3 separate regions of the Mus musculus genome follow, and all the other regions are linked to region 1. The links are chromatin contacts, called in public Hi-C and HiChIP or PLAC-seq maps. All regions are on one chromosome and are shown on one strand. Each heading gives the region's core, a stretch centred on a gene start, on an enhancer-like site or on the middle of the called end of the contact. The rest is flanking DNA. Distances are from core to core; before and after follow the strand shown.

Region 1 (3,339 bases), core at 393-2,892:
AAATTTTTCAGCCCAAAGATTAAGGTATAAAGTACTTTGTTGCATTTGCTTTGTACCTTAACTCAAAAAAAAATTTTTTTTCTATGTTTGGTGATACAAGGAATCAAAAAAGAAATTAGCTGAGATCAGTAACCCTACAATATGAGAACAAATCTTCAGTAATCGATACACTTTTTTGAGAACTTCTTGTTAATATGAAACCTTGTCCATCCACTAAATATATCTTTAAAACCCCTGTTGTTGAAAGATGCAAAATCTGGCTTTTTCTCCTGTAGCATTAATGAACTAAATTAAAAATTATTTCACTAGTTTTTGAGCACCTTGCAAGCCAAAAAAAATAAAAAAATTGGCATTTTTATCTAATAACTGGGGGGAGGGGGACCTGAAATAAGTGTAACTGTACTCAATTATAAAGGAAAAATTGCTCTAGTATACCTGGAAGTTGGTATAAAAGGCTTCTTCATATACATATCACTTTCTATTATCTTTAAGGAATCAATAAATGCTTCTTTTTTAAGATTTTTATTTTATTATTTTTATTTTGTGTGTGTGAGTTGGGAATTGAATTTATAAATCCTCTGCTCGCTCCGGTTAGCCCCGCTCAACTCTGCTTGCTGGGATTCGGACATTCGGAAGAGCAGTCAGTGCTCTTACTCCCTGAGGCATCTCATCAGCCCCAATATATGCTTCTTAAAGTATAAGATCAGTTAGCCGGGCGTGGTGGCGCACGCCTTTAATCCCAGCACTCGGGAGGCAGAGGCAGGCAGATTTCTGAGTTTGAGGCCAGCCTGGTCTACAAAGTGAGTTCCAGGACAGCCAGGGCTACACAGAGAAACCTTGTCTCAAAAAAAGAAAAGAAAAAAAGATTAAAAAAAAAAAGTATAAGATTAGTTAGCCCTATGCTTTTTGCCAAAATGAATTATTCCTTGTGGTCTGGCAATCTATTTTCACCTTTACATTTACTTTTAAATGTTTTCTTAACCTGAAAAACCTAACAACTTGTCAATGGTGGATATTTAAGTTAACTTACTTGAATCGCTTTTTCTATATAGTTTTTTTTTAATCTTAAAAGTTCAGCAAACAACCATTCTTTGCAAAACGCATTGAGAAGTAGAAAATTTAAGTAGAAAATTAATCTGTAGTTTCATAAAAAACAAATTTGAGATTTTACTTAAAAGTTGTACCCATCATATGGTTTTGAGTTCTTCTGAGTCGTGTTTCACAAAAACCAGGGTGTCTCCCTTGGGTGGAAATATTTTCAAGTTACTTCCAGTATTGTTGTAGGATTGACTCTCCTAAGATGCCTAAGCAAATGTTTTATGGATAACCAAAAGAACAGACACACACACACACACACACACACACACACACACACACATACACACACCCCACAGCTAATCATTATTTTTTTAATTGGCTAAAAAAAATCTCCAATCAAATCAGGGCAATTCAACATTATTTCAGTATTACTAACGTTGGTCTTTGTGTAACGACTGTGACATCATGACAGTGAAGTATTCATTTTTAAGCTTTAAACATTTTACCTCTATGTATCCAATAGAAATACAATATGTAAATTAACCTATATTATCTGTATGCTGATTGGCTTGACTTCCCCTGAATGTCACAATCTCACCACCCAGCGATGAGGTATTTTACTGCTGTCTCGAGATCGAATTATTACTGTAGAGAGATATTTTTTTCTATTTCATTAACAGATTATTATAAAGCAATAAGCTTGCAGGAAGACAAGCAGACGTTTCACCTTGGGAATTAATGAAAGCGTGCCTGCTAGCTTTTAAGGGGTGAAGAGTGGGTAGTTGTTTAAAATCTTACCCCACCCTCGCAAAAACTCTTTGGAAATGGGAGAATCGAGACGTGGATGATTCTTGGGGCGTTCCTAATCACCAGGTGTCAGACTATGTGGTGTTTGTGGACTGGTGTAAGTTTCCGGTATTCATCATATTCCTGGTATTATTATTTTTTAAATGTCTAATAACAAAAAAAGGGAAAGGGGAAACTCATACACTCCACCGCTTTGACATCAGCAACCTATTGGTCATCCCAGCTTGGAAGAGAAAGGAGAGTCTTGTTGCTTGGGGTGGGATGCGAGGAACAGCCATGTAAAATCTTTGTACTCCTGATCCATTAGTCACGTTCGAGAAGGTAGAATGAGTGTAGATCGGTTTTGCACTTGTCGCCTGAACTTAGCCTCTCCTTCCTTAAACGCAGATCTGCGTGCCTTCAAGAACAGATGACCACTGACAAAGACAAGGCTGCCCCAACCCGCTTCCCTTCTTCCCCCACTGGCAAGATTTTTGACTGTGCTTAATTTTTTTTCTTTCCTTTTTTTTTTTTTTTTTTTTTTTTTTTTAATTTTCATTCTTTCTTTTTCTCTCCCCAGCTAGCGTGCCAAATCAAAGATCAGCAGGGGGAAAAATCATTTGAGAAGAATTCTACAAGGCGCATCCAATGCTTAGCAGGACCACCCTGACAGAGAAAGGAAGACGATGTTTGGGGAAGGCGAGGGTTCGGGGCAGCTGGGGCGGAGGCGGCCGTCCGCGGCACGGTGGCTTCGTGCGCTGCCCTAGGGGAAGAGGATGGGCCTGAGGTCCGGGAAGAGCCTTCCCGAGCCCCCCACTGCCAATGCATGCGGGGAGGGAAAAGTTCCGAAGCTGCCTCGAGGGAACAAAAGCCTGATTTGGGGCCGGCTGAACTGGACAGGACTTTGAAGCAAAGCCAGCCTGCTCCGGAGACAGGCAGGGGTTCCTGCTGGCTCGGCGGAGGCCGGAGCAAGCCTCGCCGCCGCCCTCGCCACCGCGCCGCCGCCGCCGCGGCCCCTGCGTTACTGGGGGAGACGGTGCCGCTGCGACAGGGGAGGACGCGGCTGGAGCTGAAGGAGGCTCCAACGCGCAGGCGCCGCCGAGCCCTGCCTGGATGCTCAGTCAAGGCACTCAGGAAAAAAAAATCAGCAATTTATAGAAAGAAGAAGCTATAGTCTGTCGGGATATCCAACACCAACAGGTAGGAGGATATACTCTCGGTTAAGTTTGGGGGAGGGGGTTGCACCGTGCTGATGAAACTGCAGGTTCATCAGGATACAGCCCTCCCTGAGGGTTTTTTTTTTTTTTTTTTTTTTTTTTTGACAATAAACTGCATAATGGAAGTACATTCAGACAATGCATCTTCTAACGCTTATTGAGAATTCGGTTTCTGGAAACCTTTGCAAAGCTGAGGAATATGAGACTGCGAATCACGGAGAACCCTTCCCTTGCAGCACAGAAGCAATCTCTTCCCATCTTCGAGTATGTAATGCATATCTCTCTCTCTCTCTCTCTC
Region 2 (3,339 bases), core at 299-2,798, 360 kb before region 1:
ACTGGTGGCTCACAATCATCTGTAATGGGATCTGAAGCCTTCTCTGGTGTATCTGAAGACTCATATACATAAAATAAAATGAATTTGTTTTTTTGTTTTTAAAGAACTTCTCCTAGTGGTAGAGTTTACTTATTTAATACCAAAAGATTGCCTGGGAACTCTCTAAGTGGATTACTACATTCACAGTAATACAGAGCTATGGGTCAGTGCAGCCCTCTACAGCAAGTCAAAAATACCCATCAGCAGTAGCTAGAGTACAGAAGTTCTAGGTCACCCACAACATTAATTCTAATTTGAGACAATAAGAAAACATTATGTGCAATAAATCATACACTTCCCAATAAGAGTTAATGATTAAAACAGAAACTGACCACAATTATCTTGGACCTCTTTAAGAGAATATGAGATTGACAGATTTCCTTGTGATGGATAACTCAGTCACTCTACATCGCCTTTTATGACCATTTCATGCCCTTTTGCCCAAATTGAATTATTTTCATTTTTAATTTCTTTACTGGTCTCATGAAATTTGTGTGGCTCAGGGGAAGCAGGAGAAGAAAACTCTGTAGTCAATAAGCTGTGGAGTGGAGTCATCTTTGGAGACTCTAACATTGTACAATATGTGTGGTTCTAGTATCCTCAGAACCATTACCAATGGGCCTGGAAAAATGACTTACTATTCCATCAGCATGCCCCAAGGCATACAAATTATGCAAGCCACCTCCATAATAGTCGACCACAGTAGTGCTATTTGTGGCTTACCACAATGTTCAATAAACTTTCTATCTCCCACTCTGCCTCTGCTCAAATGCTTTACTGTACATTTTAAACTATATAAATGATGATGGCTATCTAAATATGAGTATGAGTTTATAGAAAAGTATAACTTAGAAGTAAACACAGCCCTTGCAGCGTAACTACGAGGGCTTCAGCCCCATCCACTCCATCCTTGTAAAAATAATGGGTATGATGGCATGCAGTTATAATCTCAATGTTATTGGATTTTGGTCAGGAGTTTGCTAGCCAGTCTTCCTAACCAGTGAGACAGATCCCATTGAGGGAACTTCTCTCAAAAAAACAAGGTGGATGGATCCTCTGGAAATGCACAAGAGGTTGACCTCCTTACACACACACAAACACACACACACACACACACACACACACACACACACACACACACACGTCTGTGTACATACTTGTCTTAGTCAGTATTCTATTCTTGTAAAGAGCTATCATAATCAACTCCTGTAAATGAAACAATGGGGTTTTCTTACAGTTTCAAAGATTTAATTCATTATTATCATACTGGGAAACATGGCAGTGTACTGCAGGCAGTCATGATAGCTGAGACCTCTAGATCCAGATTCAAAGGCAGAAGAAAAAAAGAGAAAGAGAGCAACTAAGGCTGGCCTGTGACTTGGAAACCTCAAATGCCATCCATAATGACTTACATCCTCCAACAAGGATGTATCGCCTAATAATGCCAATCTCTGATGACCAAGCATTCCAATCCATGAGCGAATGGGGGCCGTTCTTACTCAAATCCCCACGTTCCATTCCCTATACCCACTGTCTTGTAGTTCTACTACATTCCATTCTCTATACTCACTGTCTTGGAGTCCTAATGCAAAACAGCTTTTAGTACAACGGTAAAAATTCCCAAACTCAATAATAGCAACATTGTTTAAAAGTTCAGCCTCTTCTGAGTCTCATGCCAATCTCTTACCTGTAATCCCTGTAAAAGAAAAAAGGCAGATCAGATACTTCCAACATACAATGGCACAGAATGTACATTACCATTCCTAAATGGAGGTGAGTGAAAAAAAAAAAACTGGATCAAAACAAGACTTAAACCATCAAGACAAACTCCAAATTCTGCTTCTCCACTCCTGATGTCAGATCATCATTACATTATTGTACCAGTGTATAATAATATGTATTATTTGTAATAATACCTTTTCACCTTTGTTGACTGCAACACACTTCTCTTTCTTGGGTTGGTTCCACATCCTATTAGCAGTTTTCTTTGGCAGGTGTCTTATGACTTTGGCATCTATTACATCTTTGAATCTCCAAGGAAACCTAGGCTTCAGCTTCACAGCTTCATACAATGACATCTCTATGCTAGGTCACCACTGATCCAGGTCTGACCTCAGTAGCTTTCCTTAGGCGTAGAGGAAGATTCCATAATTCCCCACACACACTTTTTTTTTTTTTTTTTTTTTGGTACCCTCGACCAAAGCCAAAACTTTGTGGTCAATTATGGAACTTCTGCTGCTTGCTGGAACTGTAACATGGTCCTTCTTGTTCAAATACATTTTCACCAGCTAATAGTCTCTGCTTTTTAAATTCAACATCCTCAAAATGAAAATATAGACCTCTCAGTGTTTCTGTCTTTGATGCAACTATGATTGCATTTTATTTATTTATATATCATGCTTGTTGTTATTGTCACTGACAAACATAACACTTCCAAGATTGAGATCTGTGTCTTTGAGTTTTACTTCTTGGCATACTTTGCTATTAGTGTAAGTGTCCAAAATGAAGACTGTGTGAAAAGCTATACAGATACTTACAGTCTTGTAAGCCACGTGAATCTAACCAAAGCAATAGTAGTATACAGGGGATGTAACAGAGGTCTGGGTAGTTTGAATTTAGAGTATAACTATAGAATGAGGTAGGTAGATAGAAGAAATAAGTGTTACTGTATGTATTAACAAAATGAAGAAGCCTTATGGAAATCTATTAGTTTGTAAGCTAATTAAAAATTGTAACACAGTTTTAAAGGGGTTTTAATATAACTATCCTGCAGGAATAGACAATATTCCTCCCAGATGATGTGAACCATAATGAAAGTCACCATGCCATGGACATTCTTATGAGTTACTAATCAGGGGCACCAAACCAATACAGACTATTCTCACTGCTTATATTACAATCATCACTAGATGGTAAGATAACTCACGATATCACTCATTTTGAATGCAGGATGTACTGGCTAGTTTTGTGTCAACTTGACACAGCTGGAGTTATCACAGAGAAAGGAGCTTCATTTGAGGAAATGCCTCCATGAGATCCAACTGTAAGGCATTTTCTCAATTAGTGATCAAGGGGGAAAGGCCCCTTGTGGGTGGGACCATCTCAGGGCTGGCAGTCTTGGGTTCTATAAGAGAGCAAGCTGAGCAAGCCAGGGGAAGCAAGCCAGTAAAGAACATCCCTCCATGGCCTCTGCATCAGCTGCTGCTTCCTGACCTGCTTTGAGTTCCAGTCCTGACTTCCTTGTTGATGAACGGCAGTATGGAAGTATAAGCCGAATAAACCCTTTCCTCCCCAACTTGT
Region 3 (3,339 bases), core at 513-3,012, 290 kb before region 1:
AGGCCGAGTGACCATAGGCTGCTTCTACAGGAGAGAGGTTAGGGTGTTGAGCTGGGACTAAAGGTAATTGAGCAACTAAAGCTGAGGACAGGTTGAGAGGTGCTGAGCTAAGAGTATTGAGAAGGACACACTAGCCAAGGAAGGCTTAAAAGAGCCCAGCAATTGATCAATTGATGTGAATAAGGCGGGTTGGATTGAAATTGAGCAGTGTGTGTGTGTGTGTGTGTGTGTGTGTGTGTGTGTGTGTGTGTGCGCGCGCGCGCGCGCGAGCACGCGCGTGTGTGTTTATGTTTCACCCAAAGATGCAATACTTTCTGGGTGGGGGCTGGTAGTATGGCTCACCCAGAGCTTAAGAAGGGGTAGCAAAAGCTACATGCTACAACAGAGTGGACTAGGAGCTTGAAAACATCAATGTGTCAGTAATGTGCTTGCTACATAAAGACCTGAGATAAATCTCCAGCACTCATAAAAGTATGTGATGTGAGGAATCCAAACCTGTAATTTTTACTCTGAGAAAAAAAAATAAGCATACCAGGGGCTTATGGGTCGGGCAGTAAAACCAATCAGCGAGTTCTATTTTCTCACAAAAATCCAGACCCTGTCTCAAAACCAAACTGTACATTGTCAGAGGAAAATACCATCATCAACTTTTGACTTCCTCTGCCTCCTCCTCCTCCTCCTCCTCTTCCTCCTCCTCCTCCTTCTCCCTCCCTCTCTCTCTCTCTCTCTCTCTCTCTCTCTCTCTCTCTCTCTCATGCGCGTGTGTGCATGCAAGCACACATGCACACACATACTGAGATGGGAATCAAAAGATTTAATGAGGTCTTCAAGAATTATAGATGGGAATACACATGGATAAAATAATACCAACAAGTAGATCTCCAGGTCTTTCGTCTACATCCAGCTTCCTGGAACCAACTCTACCATACTTTTCCTATCCTGATTGCTATTTTAATTTATGCATAGTGCTTGTTTCCACTCAGCTCAGTTTCCTCCTACAATGTCTTAAGTATGCCTCACAGAACTAATAACTGTACTTCTGAGCCTTAATATTTGATAACTTGCTGACAGTGAGTTTTTAACTCTGATAAGAACATGAGCAAAATTACATGTGCAGATATATTCCCAAAATTAAAAGCGATGGTGGGGTACATGATAGAAATTATGCATAAAGATGAAATACCCAGAGTAGCCAGGGAACTGGTAAATCTTCAGATGTCTGCAGAAAAAAACCAAATCTCTACAGGTCATAAACATGAAGAATTTTAATTCACCCAAAAGTCTCATACATTTCATTTGTATTCCTTTTGTGTATTCTTTAACAACTACACAAGTGGCTGCCAGTTACTTTAAAACTTAGGATTCTTGAGATTTTAAAGGTTGTGCTCAGCTCCTCAAAAAAACCACACTATTTGTTTGAGAAAACAATGTAGGATGCTTGAGTCATTTAGTTTAAGAGAACATCTTAGTCTTTCCTGGCATTCTGTTTCTTGTGAAAAACTTCAATGTACATGACCTGAATCTTTGAATTAACATTACTCATTACCATAAAATCATAATCTTTTAAAGGCAATTGAGAGTACAATTAACCTTAAAGAAGAGATGGCATCATTTTCTGATTGATTAGCTCAGTTTTCAAGAGCCAGTCACCCAGAACCTGTGTTTCTAATAAAGTAAAAATTTGAAAAAAGGGATCTGATCTATATTTTCTTGGCTCTCTGAATACAAAACAGATTTTGTGGGATGCATGCCTAATGAGTCACCCTTGTTTTTCATGAAAAACATGATTTTCCAGTACTGTCGCATTTTGCTCTTGACTGGTGTATTTGCATAAAGTGAATATGTTACAACTTGGATGTTGTAATTAAGTTGGTTTAATTATGAAAGTCACACCAATGCCTTGGGGATCTCATGAATCTAGAATGTGACAATTATTTCAGGGGTCTTACTTCTGACATTGTCTCTATAGAGTAAAACTTTCTTGGCTGTTTTTGATTATGCTAATATTCTATGATTCTTGGAATAGGTAAATGTTTATCACAAAACAAACAAACAAACAAAAAAATAAGTACAAAGTATTTCTGAGAAACAAAACTCCCATGGAAGAATATAGAGTAGCACAAGAAGGAACAACATGAACTAATTAAATACAAAGTAGGCTTGTTTTTACATCTGAATATAATTCAAATTTTGTTCCTTGCTTTTTATTTAAGTCAGCTTCCAATTAGCAGTCACCAGCAAAGAGCTTGGATATTTTAGTACCATGTGAGTCTACCAGCACTTAAAGGGTAAAAAATAATTACAATCACCATCTCAGTTTTTATCAACATCAGTATGTTCCTAGTAATATTCTATGTGTCCTGTAATGATGAACCTTCATGTTTTTACTTCCTTAAACTTTTTCTGAGTGCATACTGTGTTCTGGACATTGTCCTTGAAACATGGAAATAAAAAGAATCAGGCAAAGTAGCTCCTCCTATCATATATATATATATATATATATATATATATATATATATATATTCTGGTGCATCTGACAGAAAAAAATGCAATAACCTAGAAATGTCTTATCTAAATGCTGTGAAGGAAATAACTGGGCTGCTGTAATAGAACACAATGGTGATCAATAGCACCATGATTCTGTCAGCTGACTAAACTTCACATAGGATTCTTCCTGGCTCTGAGTTCCCATTATTTCCTTTTTCTTTTTCTCAATTTATTACCTTACTGTGTAAATACTTTCTCTCATTTGACATGCAGATCCATGACAGTTTTATGGTTCAGGATTACCTTTCTCAAAGGCTTGTGCAATCCCTTTCAAATGTAACCACTAAGTATAATAGGGCTCTATGTTAAGTTGAGTACTCAACCTCCACCAAGAAATGCAGGTGTCTTATGCAAAAAGTCCCCTTGCTCTCTAATGGCCTCAGGTCCAATTTTACCAGTTCATTCTGTATTTAAACAGAAGAAGAAGAAGAAGAAGAAGAAGAAGAAGAAGAAGAAGAAGAAGAAGAAGAAGAAGAAGAAGAAGAAGTCTCCTTAGCCTGTTTAATTTGTCCATTTTCTCTTTAAGTATGCAGAATGGGAAAGTATATCATCTTATTTTAGACAGAATTAAGGAAAGGTATCTAAGAACTGGCATTATAAATTAATAAAAAAGGGGACTCCATGGCGGGCAGTCTAGAGGAGAAAGTGTGGACTACAGAGGCTAGCAGCTTCTGGGACAGGCGAGAGCCACAGAGCTCCTGAGGCAGCGCCATTTTCGGCTCCAGACAACCGGCCACCTTCCTGGCCAGAGGACAGGTGTCCACCCAGCCTGGGAGGCCTTTGCCTCAGGAT

Evidence for each region. A called contact is a pair of places that touch in the nucleus more often than the background predicts. HiChIP or PLAC-seq counts read pairs in DNA pulled down with a chosen protein or histone mark.
Region 2: a contact with region 1 is called in an H3K27ac HiChIP or PLAC-seq map of the NIH/3T3 cell line, with 6 times the contacts expected there. The contact joins the enhancer-like site here to the promoter of Gpr85 in region 1. A contact is called at or near these places in 10 of 39 promoter capture datasets (the 3T3-L1 cell line, 3T3-L1-derived adipocytes, the HPC-7 cell line and 4 more), 2 of 15 datasets of contacts at CTCF or cohesin (the NIH/3T3 cell line and large pre-B cells), 9 of 484 Hi-C or Micro-C datasets (the C10 cell line, cerebellum, cerebral cortex and 5 more), 8 of 115 datasets of contacts at active chromatin or transcription factors (the NIH/3T3 cell line, SST interneurons, bone marrow-derived macrophages and 4 more) and 2 of 9 other capture datasets (liver and pancreatic islet).
Region 3: a Hi-C map of cortical neurons shows a contact between it and region 1. The contact joins the enhancer-like site here to the promoter of Gpr85 in region 1. A contact is called at or near these places in 3 of 39 promoter capture datasets (the 3T3-L1 cell line and hippocampal neurons), 1 of 15 datasets of contacts at CTCF or cohesin (the NIH/3T3 cell line), 1 of 484 Hi-C or Micro-C datasets (cortical neurons) and 3 of 115 datasets of contacts at active chromatin or transcription factors (the NIH/3T3 cell line, bone marrow-derived macrophages and embryonic forebrain).

Annotation. Positions count from the first base shown.
Region 1 is chr6:13,838,245-13,841,583 of GRCm38.p6, reverse strand. It overlaps Gpr85 (G protein-coupled receptor 85), which reads left to right and starts at 1,642. Exons shown (of 3, transcript NM_001330667.1): 1 at 1,642-1,942; 2 at 2,405-3,024.
Region 2 is chr6:14,193,745-14,197,083 of GRCm38.p6, reverse strand. No RefSeq gene overlaps it. Among named protein-coding and RNA genes, the nearest start is that of Gm38767, 180 kb to the right of the region's middle. Within about 2 kb of position 1,548, at least 15 of the 459 cell types and tissues checked have an H3K27ac peak or open chromatin away from gene starts, as enhancers often do. A contact at or near this core is called in the NIH/3T3 cell line, where this site is marked.
Region 3 is chr6:14,129,039-14,132,377 of GRCm38.p6, reverse strand. No RefSeq gene overlaps it. Among named protein-coding and RNA genes, the nearest start is that of Gm38767, 110 kb to the right of the region's middle. Within about 2 kb of position 1,762, at least 13 of the 459 cell types and tissues checked have an H3K27ac peak or open chromatin away from gene starts, as enhancers often do. A contact at or near this core is called in the NIH/3T3 cell line and cortical neurons, where this site is marked.